Regions from separate parts of the Sus scrofa genome. Here all the other regions are linked to region 1. The links are chromatin contacts, called in public HiChIP or PLAC-seq maps. All regions are on one chromosome and are shown on one strand. The core of a region is the stretch at or near the end of the contact, and the rest is flanking DNA. Distances in the headings are between cores, read along the strand shown. Region 1 holds the start of TMC1 (transmembrane channel-like protein 1). Region 2 holds the start of ANXA1 (annexin A1). Region 3 holds the start of TMEM2 (transmembrane protein 2).

Region 1 (4,057 bases), core at 923-3,422:
ATGACATAGGACAGAACACATGAGTTTGCCCTGAGCCTCAGGTAACTCCTCTGCAAAAGGAGAGATGATAATACCATTTCAATGGGCTGTTGTGAGAATGTATGGAATTAGAGCATTTGAATACACACTGTAAATGAAAAAATATTACATGAACATAACAAACTTGCCTTGGCTCTCTGCCTAGAACTTGCATTCCTCCAGGACAAGGGCCCACCCTACTCATTTCTTTCTTAGCAGTCTTCTAATTGAATTCTGACCTCCCTCATGGCATCTACCTGCTTTCTGTGACAGCTAGGGCCTTAGTGCCAATTGCCACTGCTAGAGCTTTAAACAATTCCAGTTGCTGTGGAGCTTTTGCCAAATCACTGACCTCATTCTTGACTATCTCTCTGGCCCACCCCCACCCATGAGCCCAAGTTATGACAAGCTCCAAAGTGGTGTTTCAAAGCCAATCCGAGGTCGAACTACTGAGATTCAAAATATGTACTTAACATTGATAACTAGTTTGTTCAGTCACAAAGATTTTTTAAAGTTCTTGAGACCAAAGTAACTAGTTTCTCAAAAAGGTGATATCCAAAGCAGTGTACACATTATAAACACACACACATTAATTCATCAATTTCTTTCAACAAAGTTTTTTTTGGTTTGTTTGGTTTTTTTTGATTTCTTGGGCCACTCCTGCAGCATATGCAGGTTCCCAGGCTAGGGGTCTAATCCAAGCTACACATCCAATATTTCCCTGTCCTGCCACCCTATGCCACAGCCACAGCCACATAGGTTCGGAGCCTCATCTGCAACCTATACTACAGCTCACAGTAACACCAGATCCCCAACCCATTGATAGAGGCCAGGGGTCGAACCCGCAACCTCATGCTTCCTAGTTGGATTCATTTCCACTGCGCCACAACAGGAACTCCCAGATTTTGTATTTCTAACAAGTGCCCAAGTGATACTGATGCTGCTGGTGTATGGTCCACACTTTGAGAACAACTAGGGTAGTTGCTGCAACAGTAACTTGCTAAAAATAGGCTCAATATCAAGTACATTCCTGTTAGAAACAACCTTACAGAGAAAATTATGATTGGCTGAGAAGGTGCTACATAATATATATTATGCAATACCTTATTAAATAACCAGCTTGTTTTATTACTTTGTTGGTTTTTTTCTTTCAATCATGCTTCTTCAAGAATTATCTTGTTCCACTTTTTAACAACTAAAATGGATGTGTGTGGGGGGAAGAATTTCCAAGTTACTTTTGTCCTAAGAATCACCTCCACTATTTCCCTGTCCTTCAGTGCCTCAAGAGAGTCACTTATCCTCTTTCATCATTATTCACTTATCTTTGAAAATGGCTATATAGTACCTATCTCGGTGAACTGCTGTGAGGATTAACGAGACCCTAAATGAAAAATCTTAGCCCTGAAAATGGCCTGTAAATGGCAGCTGCTCTGCTTTTACTAATTTGTCTACATCAAGAAAGTAAATTTCCTGGGACCAATATCCGAAACTACTTACATCTTCAACACATTAACTGCCTGTAGCAATAACTCCAAGTTGTAAAGAAAATGGTCAGTTACATTCTAGGGATTCAGCTTACTGTGGCAGAAAGCGGTCTGATTTGGAAACGTTGGCAAAGTGCATCAGGACAACATTCTCCCAGACAAAATTATAAATCAGAATCACCTGGATCATTACTTCAACTTCAAAGTCCCAGATAACCAAAACTACTTCCAAGGGAGAAGCTTAGGTGATTATTTAAAGGTAAATAATTACTCCAGGTGGATTTTTCTGATCAGCAAGTTTGGGAAACAAGGAAGGGACCTACCTCTCCATTTTAATGGTGGCTATCAGAAGGCCTAAAAACCGTTTCTATTTATTCATTAGGCCATTGTTTACTACAAAATTTTCGTAAGTCCCTTTCTGTGTTACTAATTTTGGTCTTCTGAGTTGAACTAAAGTCACCTGGAGAGGTCAGCTGCACGTGGGATTTTTTTGTTGCTGCTTTGAAAAGGTTCTGTTTTTAGTTAACTCACCCTTTCAAACTAGTCAGGGCCTGTGCCTCATTTCTGAATTGCCCCCTCTTGAATTTCCTCCTGCAACGCCTTCTTTTTGATCTCTCCCTCAGATCTAGCTTGTTTGGCCCTTCTTTTCTTGAGTAGAACATTTGGTGCTTTCCCAGTTCGAGACGCTTTGCTGGAATAGCCAATTTCCAGGGATTTTACAGGCTGGCCAAAACAGTTTGTTCAGAACAACAACGCCGACGCGCGGGGCGGAGGACTGGCAGCCAGTGAGGCCAAGCATTTCCTGACTCTGCACAACCACCCGTGACCTTGGGCGTGCAAGAGAGCCAGCGCCGCCTGCCCTGCTCCTTCCCGACAGCAACAAGGCAACGCTCAAGCTGTACTTTAGAACCGAAAAGGTGTGGGAGGGAACTGGACGGGGAAGCGTCATAAAGAGGCGAGGAGACCCAGAGGCTATAGAGCAGTTCATTTTCTGAGGCGAATCCTTCTACCTCTTTCTCCAGGGGTGGGGGAAGGGGGAGTAAGGAGGAAAGGGAAATGTCTGCCAAGGGGTCGAGACAAAGCGTGAGAACTGAGATGGCGAAAAGCAGGCTCGACTGAGAAAATCAGAAGGCGAGACGCTGAGGGCGGATAATCAGGTTAAAAATAGAAACGCGTCCTCCACCGGTCTAACTCCTACCAGCTCCGCCCGGAGGCCGGCAGCCCGGCCAGTGACTCGGCTCCGCGCAACTGCAGAGCGGTCAAGCTCGGCCCCTCCTCCCCGACCGGGTGACTGGAGTGAGAGGCGCGGCGACGGGCACGTGACGTCATCGCGCTCCCGGCGCCGCCGGCGCCGTCGGGGTTTTCGATGACGCACAGACCCCGCCCCCTCCCTCCCTCTTTCCCTCAGAGCCGGAGCGCCGGCAGGAGAGAACGCGTCAGTGAGCTGGAGCGCAGATCTGTCTGCATCTCAGTTTTGGGCTTGTAGCTCCCGGGAACAGCGCAGCTTCCTCGGTGGTAGAAGAAGCATCCGAGAGCGCCATCCGCGGGCCCTTGCGGCGCCCAGGCCTAGCTGCGCGCGCCCGGCTCGCCCTCGGAGTCTGCCCAACCCGCCGCTGGTGGAGGCGTGAGGCGACGACGGGTGAGCGCCGAAAGCTGCCTTAGCCGCCGCGGCCTTCGGTCCTCCCTCCGCCTCCTCTGTCCCCCCGCCCCGCGCCGCTTCCCTCCTCCCACTTCCCGAGCTCCGGCGTGTCCCGGCCACGCTCACTGCTGCTGCGGGAACAAAGAAGGACCCCGCGGCGGCGGCGGCGGCGGCGCAACCTCCTGCGGCTCCGACCGGCCCGCGGCTGCGGCTCCAAGGCACCCGACTCGCCTATCCCTGAGGGCTCGGACCGGCCCCACCGCGCCGGTGTCGCGCGCGAGCCCGGCTCCTGGCCCCGCAGGGTGAGTGGTGTGGAGGGGAGGCAGGGCTCCCGGCTGTTCGTCCCGGGCTGGTGGTGGGAGCGGAGGACTGGGGTGCCGTAGGCCTCCGGCGAAACCCTAGCGGCCGGCGGCGTCCGGGGGAGGGGAGCCCGCCCGCCAGTTCAGGAAGCACAAAGACGAAGGCGTCATCGTGTCGTCGTGGCCGGAGACCCGGTTCCCTGCCTCCGGTTCAGTCGCACTCGCACGGCCGTGGAAACAATGCCTGGCGTGCGGCCTCGGGGTTTCGGGCTCCGGGCCTCCCTCAAGTCCACCCCGGCCGTCTTCGGCGGTGGCGCCCGGCGTGGGCGGCCTGACCAGGAAAGACAAAGAAATGGTGGCGGCGGCGGCGCCCCTGGCCCCTTGCCTTCCTCACCCCCCCATCTCCACCTCCTCGGAGGAGCAGTTGAGGGTCGGGGGGTCGGCGCAGGACAGGCTGGGTGAGGGGCCGGCCTGGCCTGCGGAGCTGCTGTTATGCATGACTCAGTGGTTTTTGAAGAAGGCCCTGATGGGCTCTCCTGAGTGAGGCCTTCTCTTGGAGGGTCATAGGGGTATGGGTGGAGGACCAGTGGGACCCGAACTTGTTCTGAAATCGCCGA
Region 2 (4,057 bases), core at 488-2,987, 700 kb before region 1:
CCCATGTTAAATCTCACCTCAAGTAGACAGAGGTAAAGAAAATTAGCATAATGAATGAAGGTATAATTTGTATCTGTTCTGACTTTTTGATAAAAATATCTCCAGTTTTAAGTAAAGAGGAAATCATTTACTCAAAAAAAATGGCTTTTGGCTTATTACTGAAAAATAATAGGTCATTGGTTTCGTACTGATTTTGAATATGTTATAAATTAATGCATCTAGAGAGGATTAAGAACCAGCTCAGTAGCTAACATCAGTATAAATTAATTTTTGAAGATGTTTTGATTGAAAAAATAGTTAATAAGCATGAAACTCTGACAGGTTTCTTAATAATATCATTAATGATTTTGTCAACATTAATCAAACGTATGTCTGTCACATGTGGTTGAGCCTGGGGCTAGGCTGGCAACATAACTTCTGGAGAAGAGTCCATTTCAGAATTATGAAATCAGCATTTTATCCCATTTGAGTCATTTTGCAATGTGCCTACCTAAATGCATTCTGCAGGCCAAGGAGAATATTACTTTTTTTAAGACCATATATAAATTTAGTCACAAACGGGGCAAGAAAAAGCACACCTTTTTTGATTAACCAGCACTAAACATCTGATATCCCATCATTTAACATGCAGCATAAGCTAAGAAAAAAATTCTTAAAGGAACGTTTGTAATAAGCAATAGCAAGATATGTGGTTAAGATTCAAAATCTCTCACTTTTGCAAGTATACCTGACACTAGTGAAAACCCTACTTTAGATAAACTGTACTTTTCTAAGGAACTTTATGGCCATGAGCTCATTCAACAATCTCAAAATGCTTCTAAGTAGAGTAATTTTTAGAAGGTCCTATGGCATTCCCAAGGGATAACTTTCGGACACCACCCAGGAAATACTTCCTTTCCCTTAGGTTTTCAAATCAGCACTTGAAAAGCCTGTCTATGACACAGAGATTACAGGAAAAAGAATATGGCCACACCCTCTCTAAAGGAAATAATTAATAAACAGATCCTCTTATTTATTTATACTGCCTGAGTGAACATAACATTAATTTCAAATTTTAATTACAAGGGCAAGATTGCCACTATGAGATCTGAATATTCTCTTTCTTCTTCTTCTTCTTCTTCTTTTTTTTTTTTAACATTATTTAAGTCCAGCTATTTTGAAATATTTCCTGAAACCCCCACTCTGGGTTCTTCCAGCCTGGCTCCCCCCAAACTCCCACCATCCATATTGATTTCCATATAAAGCACACACAGCTCTTGGAAAGTCATAACTTGTGGGGGAAAAAACACATTCTTTCCTTCTTTTCCATGATACCTTCCTTATCAACGGTACAATAAGCCAGTTTAGGAAACAAACTCTCCTTATTTTAAAAATTATATTTCTTAACTGAGAACAAAATGTTTCATCTTAAGATTCCCAAATATAAATAGCCAATGAAATTTTACAGAGAGTTTTATCAAACATGTAAATGCAGCTAGCCATAAATTCCACAGAAATAACATTAAATGTTGTGATGAGAAAAGTTTTCAAAACAGCCAAAACTAACTAAAAGGAAAACCAATACTTACATTTTCTTTTTCCCCTGCCTTCTTCCAAAGAACTAAAGAGTCTCCTCTGAATGTTTCACACTAGAAGTGGAGCCTTGGGCTTCTCATTTTATAGAGTTTGGAAGGAGACCACACCTAGCAACCAGAAGTTAGTAACTGGCTGCCTTTTGTTTGAAATACAGGGCTCAGCCCTACCCAAAACAAAGTGAAACAAGCCTTGCAAAACTACTCACTAAACCAACTCAGAGCTGACAGCACAGAGGAAAAGAAACGGAAGGAAGGATTTTTTTTTTTAACCTCTTCAGTTTGTACTGTTTTTTCTGGGGGAGTAGATGCAAGAGATTTTCAAATATGCAGTACTGTCCAGCTCAATCCGGATACCAATGATTGGCATGCTTTTTAGTTAAACAAGTTGTGAAATGAAAAACCATAAACTTTAAAACAAAAGTAAGCAAAAAACCTCCTTTGGCTAAGTCTCAGCTTCATCACTAATTACTATGTGATCTTGGGGACATATTTAATTTCCTTGAATTTGAACTTCTGTAAAATTGGGGTAATATTTTCTAGGCTGCCAAACTTCTAGAATTCTCATGACAATTGAGAATGTGTATTTGTACATTTTAATGTTATACTGTACCAGATAATTCTCTATTTCACCAGCATTTTTCTTGCCTTCAAAATAAAAGTTTTGTGCTTGCATGCAGCTTGTTGATATAAATAAGAAATATAAAAGAAATAAAACTTCAGACTGTCCAAATTTCAAACAAAGTTAATGAAATATGATCAGTATGACATTCAAAGAAAATGTTGTCATTAGGGGAATGCCTATATGCATTAATTCTTTTTATAGAATAAGTTATATGTAAACTTTGATACTAACAGATTGTTGACATTCTAGAGAATTTGAACAATAAACCAGAACTATAAAATGAAAGGATTAATGGAGTAGCAGCTATCACAGTACAGATACCTTAAGAAATTCCCGACTTGAAGCAAGAAAAGGAAATTTGTTCTGGCAGCCTGATGGTGATTCATTTTCACTCTTAATGAAAGCCTACAAAATTGTATAAGATGTTTCCATTAAAGTATGCACAAATATGAACTCTCTCATAGAGTGATAGTTCAGTTTATACTGAACTATTTCAGTGGTTTGTTCTTTTTCCTCTTTTTCTCCTGTTATCTTGGGTTATTATATATATTTATATATATCAAGTTAGGAAAAATCAATGAAAATGAGATTATCAGTTTTTACAACATATTCTAAATTCTAATTATAAGACTATTGTTAATGAAATCAACATATCCTGAAGTAGGATAATCATCTAATCTAAATATCTGAATAAATGCCAATTTACTATAAGTATGCATTGAACTAATTCATTAGGTACTAACTAATTAATTGGTTGGTATTATTGCAAATGGATCTCGACAAATGTAGATCAGCTTTCTAAAACCACATTTATTTATTAGGCGAAAAGGGAAAATATAATTACACAAAACTTTTCTTCTATTCATATTTGTGTTCCTAACTTTGATAATGGAAACACTGGAAGTTTTCTGCACAGTAACACTCCTATGAAATGAAGAAAAAAGTTTATGCACCTTTTGTAAAATATAACTTCCTAAAAGAAACATATAGTCATTTATTGTTTTTTATGGTTACCAGTAGCATAAATTTAGAGGAATTTTGCTATATATTTGGTTTTATAATGGATTGTCAGACCTATAACAGCAATAATAGATGTGGTATTTGTGGCAGAATTGAGGACAAAAAGAAAAACATTTTTCCAAAATGAACTTCGAGCTATAATTCTAAAGACAATAAAATTCCCAAATATAAAAACGTCACTAATCCTATAGGAATAGTGCTCTGAATAATCTCTTGGAAACTACCCTCCCTCTCCCAGTACCACCACAATAATATGAAGTGGAATTTTGGAAATAAAACAAAACATATTATATGTTACCATTAACAGCTAAGGGATAATCACTGGTTAAATGCTTCATGTACTTGAAATGCCACATACTACAACTCTGGAGAAATGAGTCACTGCTCTTGCTGTTTCTAGATGACTCACCAGCTCCATTTAATTTACACAGAGAGAAAATAGGAAGTGAAGGAAGAAAAGGGGAAAAAAGAGAGCTAAAAGGAACCATTATATTTTATATTTTTACAGCATATTTATTTCTGCTCCTGTAGTTTAGGCTACTATTGAGCTGGTCATCAGCAACTGAGATCACTGGAATCAAGAGCACTGTGGTGCCCTTTCTCATTTCACTAGATTTTCTGAAATCTTGTATAACCCAAGGATAAGACAGAAAGGGCTGAACATGCACTCATATTAAACTTACTGCAAATATCAGGGTGTGAGTTTTGAGGTAAAAGTTAATCTCATATATAACTTAAAGAAATACCATATTTCTCCCATCCACATGTTGTAAGTGAAATAGCTACGAACAAAAATGGTAACATACTTGTGCTGAGGCCTTATGTCTCTGCCTCTCTACAT
Region 3 (4,057 bases), core at 852-3,351, 670 kb after region 1:
TGTGTAGGCCCAATACCTCTCATGGGTCATGCTAGCTGCAGAGCCTCTAGGGGAAGTCAGCCGAGGCTGTTGTTGGGTTTACACTGAAGTTCAATTTCTCCCTATGTTCCATCCTGCTTCCTGTACCTCCCTCCACAGGCGTTTCTTAATGACCATCTCTGCACTCTGTCTCAGAGCCTGCTTCCCTGGGAACCCAATCAGTGACAACCTCAGTTCCATTTGGTGACCTCTCACTTTGTTTTTTCTCCTTTGTCACTTCCTTTCACGTTAGTTTCCAAAAACCATCTGCCTCTTTTTTTTTTTTTAAAGGATCTTTGATTCTTCATGTTCTAGATAAATATCTAAGAACAAAAGTTTATACAATTCTCAAAGGCAGGTAACACAAAGATTCAATCTCCCTCCCCACCCCTTTTCTGTTAATAGACTTTGTTTAGAGCAGTATTAGTTTCGCAAACAAAAAGCAGAAGGTACAGAGAGTTCCCCTACATTCCCTGCCCTCCCCTTACATGTGAAGCCTTCCCTACTATCAATTTCCATTTTCTTTGGTTTTGGCAATAGATATGGGTTATGGAAGGAAGTCCTCTTTAAAACCAAAACTTTCATTAAAATAGTTTATGTGAAATTTTAATTGTTCTTTTTGATGTTTGAATTGTTGGCAGACTTAATTCCAACAGGCTCCTGTGTGAACTTGACAGGCTCCTTAAACTTCCTCAGTCCCAGTGTCCTCATCTCTAAAATTGGAATAGTAATTTTTGGAAGGGTTATATGAAATGTCTCAACTCTAAGCAAAGTGCCTGACACATAATAAAGATTCAGAAAATGGGCATTTTAACATAAAGTTGGCACCGCACAAACCACAGGATATATTTGTTTCCTGTGGCTGCTGTAACACATTACCCCAAACTTGGTGACTTAAGACAACATAAATTTACTCTCTCAGGCTCCTGGAAGCCAGAAGTCTGAAATCAAGGTGTAAGCAGGACTCTCTCCCTGTGGAAGCTCTAGGGCAAAAATCCTTCTTTGCCTCTTCCAGCTTCTGGTGGCTTCTGGCATTCCTTGATTTGGGACTACATCACTCCAATCCCTGCCTTCATGGTCACATTGCCTTTTCCTCCCTGCCTTCCTTATTAGGATACACGAGACTACAGCTAGGGCCACTCTGAGGACCCGGGGTAATCTCAACTCAAATCTTTAATCTGCAAAGATCCTTTTTCTGTATAAGGGGACATTTCTAGGTTCTAGTGCTTAGGCTATGGCATCTTTGGGGGGCTAATTTTTAGCCTACCACATAGGATGGCACAGTTCCTGCCCTATCTTTACAAGGCATGATCCTGGACATTTCGCCTTAAGACTACTAAGTAGTCCTTTGTTCTCCCCAGTTTATAATTCAAAACCATCGGGTTTATTTTAAGAAACTTCCTTCCTCTCCCAGAAGGGACAGTGACTCCCAGAGTTGGGTGGTTTCATTAAGGTCTCAGCACTAGACCGAATTGCTATTTTAGAGGCATTTTCCCCTCAAGGTTTTATTTAATTCCAAGATGCACTCTAGCATTATTTCTCAAACTTTCATATTCCCCGCACCTCTTAATCCAGTACGTGGTGGAGGTGTGTGAATCCAAAATTTTCGAAGTGCTCCAGGGGAATTTTATCAGCAGAGATTTAGAAACATATATTAGAATAAAATCCAGAACCCAAACCCTCGAAATAGGGAATTCCCCTTCCCGCCTGCTGGGTGTACCATGGTTACATGACTGAGTTTTTATTAAAAGGATGGAGAATCTGCACAGTATTCACTGAAAGAGTTCCCTAGCGGGAAAACTTTCAATTCCGAATTAAGTGGTAGATGACGACAGCCTGGATTTGGCAGTCCTGCTGCTGTCACTAGCCTGGAACCTCATGGGTCTGACTGATCAAGTCCCGGCCGCGCCCTCAGCGGGAATCAAGACTTGCCTGGGTGAGTGCAACTCCAGTTGTGACGGCGGCCCGGGCTGTTTAATTCCAAGATTGTAGCCCCGGCGGCTCAGGCATCCTTAGGTCCCTCGGTGTTGGGGCGGGCCAGGGAGTGGCTTTCAGCGCCACTCCTTCAAGTGGCAGCCACTCCAGAGTGGCGCGGTAGGGGGCGTGGGGAGACGTAGGCATATTTATTCTGGTGTGAGAGTGGGATGCCGGGACCGCTCTACGTTGCGGTCCCGAGTCCGAGAGCAAGCTAAGTGCAGAAGAGGCCAAGAAACTAGCGCCTGTGACTGGCCAGGTGGGGGCAGCCGTGATGCAGTGGCCGAACTCAGAAATTTTTCACGAGTTGTGGAAGTCCCTTTGGGGATGCTGGTGGGGAGCTTGGCTCAGCCAGGAGCGATGAAGGGGCATGTCCAGTTCAGCCTTCAGATGTGGGCTCAGCCGGGAGGTGATGGGGTTGTAATGCCTACCTCAGCCTTAGAATGATGGGCGGCGAAATGTCAGGGTCAGCTGTGAGTGTTGGGGTGCAGTGTCACGCTCAGCCGGGAGGTGATGGAGGTGTACAGTCAAGCTCAGCTGAGAAGCTGAGGTTCAGGGCTCAGCTGGGAGGTGATGGGTGCGAAGGATCCGCCTGAACTCCGGAGGTAATGGAAGCGCAGGCTCACGTTCCGTCAGGCCGGGTACGCGCTGCGGGATACCTCTAGCAGCTGCAGTCACTGCGAGGCTCGTTCGTTGGGGGGCTTGCTTTGGCAGCTGTGCGGTCTGGTGCTGTTCCTGGGCGCCACAGCGAGAGGCGCTGAGCCCTAGTGTCTGCTTCTGGCGCAGAGCTCTAGCAGCGGGAGGAGCCTTGCGCGGCCACCGCCTCCTCCGGCCGCAGTCTCCTCCTCTCCCTCCGCCTTCTTCGTCTCCCCCGCCCGCCCGGCCAATCCCCAGCCTTCGGCCCTGCCGAGCCGGGCCGCTTGTCTGGCTGGCGGAGGCTGAGCGCGACCCTAGCGAGCCGCGGCGCCCGCCGACCAGAGACAAGCGCGACTCCCGGGGACCCAGTTCTGACCCGTGCTGCCGCCCCTTCCCCATTGTCGCGGGGACGCTCTGGCCCTGCTGCTCGGGCCACGATTCTCCTCCTCTTCCTTCCCGAGGGGACGGAAAGGAGAAACAGCAGCTGCTCGGGGAAGAGCCCGAGCCGAGGCCCTTACCCCCGCGGCTCCGGGCTGAAGGAGGAGGAGGCGGAGGCAGAGGGAAGTGCGCGTCATTCCCGGGAGGAGAGGGTTTCACCTCCAGGCAGAGACTGCGGCTGCCAGTTGCGTAAAAGCAGCAGCGGCATCCGCGGCGGCGGCGGCGGGCGACGGTGCTGGAAGGGCTCTCTGGCCATGGAGAGAAGATCCGGACTTGGGGACGCCAGGAGCTCAGCTCCGTCGCTTTGGACTGCTGTGTAGGCACCTGAATTAGCCGACGCTAAGCGGGGGAGGGGAAGGTAAGAAGCAATGGGGTCACTGGCTAACCCCACTCCCCGCCCCCCGCTTCCCTGGCAGCCGCTGGGGGCCACTGCGAGGACGCGCACCGTGGTCCTCCGCACCTTCCCGGCTTTCCGGCTCCTGGCAGTCAGGCATTTGGGCATTCCTACAGAAACGGCAAACTTCCTCCTGCCCCACACAGCACCCTCCTGCGCTCCCCCCGCGGGTCGCCTTCCCCTCTTTGGATTAGGAGTAACAAAACTCCTCCGGAGTAAGTCCTCTCCATAAGAAAGGGTCTCTGGGAACCAAGTCTTGATTTCTTTCTCTCCCTCTCTCTTTTCATTACTTTTACGGGGATGGAAACAATGGACCTTTGAAAGTCGGTGTGAACAGCCTTAAACTTTCTGGAGAGGGTTAGCTTGGGGGAATAAACCCCACAGGAAGCCAACTACAGTGAAAAGTTGGTGGAATGTGCATTGCATAGTTTTGGCCTCAGTGCGCGCGCGCCTATGCCTTTGGGGTGATCTTTGTCTCTATTCCCCTGGGTTGGTGCTCCCCCTGCTGTCCCTCCCCCCTCCAATTTCTGTTAGTTAAGGTAAGGCGACTCGTTAAAATCCCATGCACCTTTCTTTGAAGCTGGGGAAGGACTTAGC

Evidence for each region. HiChIP or PLAC-seq counts read pairs in DNA pulled down with a chosen protein or histone mark.
Region 2: a contact with region 1 is called in an H3K27ac HiChIP or PLAC-seq map of alveolar macrophages. The contact joins the promoter of ANXA1 here to the promoter of TMC1 in region 1. A contact is called at or near these places in 3 of 47 Hi-C or Micro-C datasets (embryonic fibroblasts, skeletal muscle and subcutaneous adipose tissue) and 1 of 2 datasets of contacts at active chromatin or transcription factors (alveolar macrophages).
Region 3: a contact with region 1 is called in an H3K27ac HiChIP or PLAC-seq map of alveolar macrophages. The contact joins the promoter of TMEM2 here to the promoter of TMC1 in region 1. A contact is called at or near these places in 3 of 47 Hi-C or Micro-C datasets (embryonic fibroblasts, epiblast stem cells and heart right ventricle) and 2 of 2 datasets of contacts at active chromatin or transcription factors (alveolar macrophages and skeletal muscle).

Annotation. Positions count from the first base shown.
Region 1 is chr1:225,712,716-225,716,772 of Sscrofa11.1, reverse strand. TMC1 (transmembrane channel-like protein 1) reads right to left here and starts at 2,172. Exons shown (of 24, transcript XM_021064884.1): 1 at 2,034-2,172. It also overlaps a transcript of ZFAND5 not described here.
Region 2 is chr1:226,411,880-226,415,936 of Sscrofa11.1, reverse strand. ANXA1 (annexin A1) reads right to left here and starts at 1,737. Exons shown (of 13, transcript NM_001163998.1): 1 at 1,569-1,737.
Region 3 is chr1:225,040,422-225,044,478 of Sscrofa11.1, reverse strand. TMEM2 (transmembrane protein 2) reads left to right here and starts at 2,101. Exons shown (of 24, transcript XM_021064792.1): 1 at 2,101-2,251.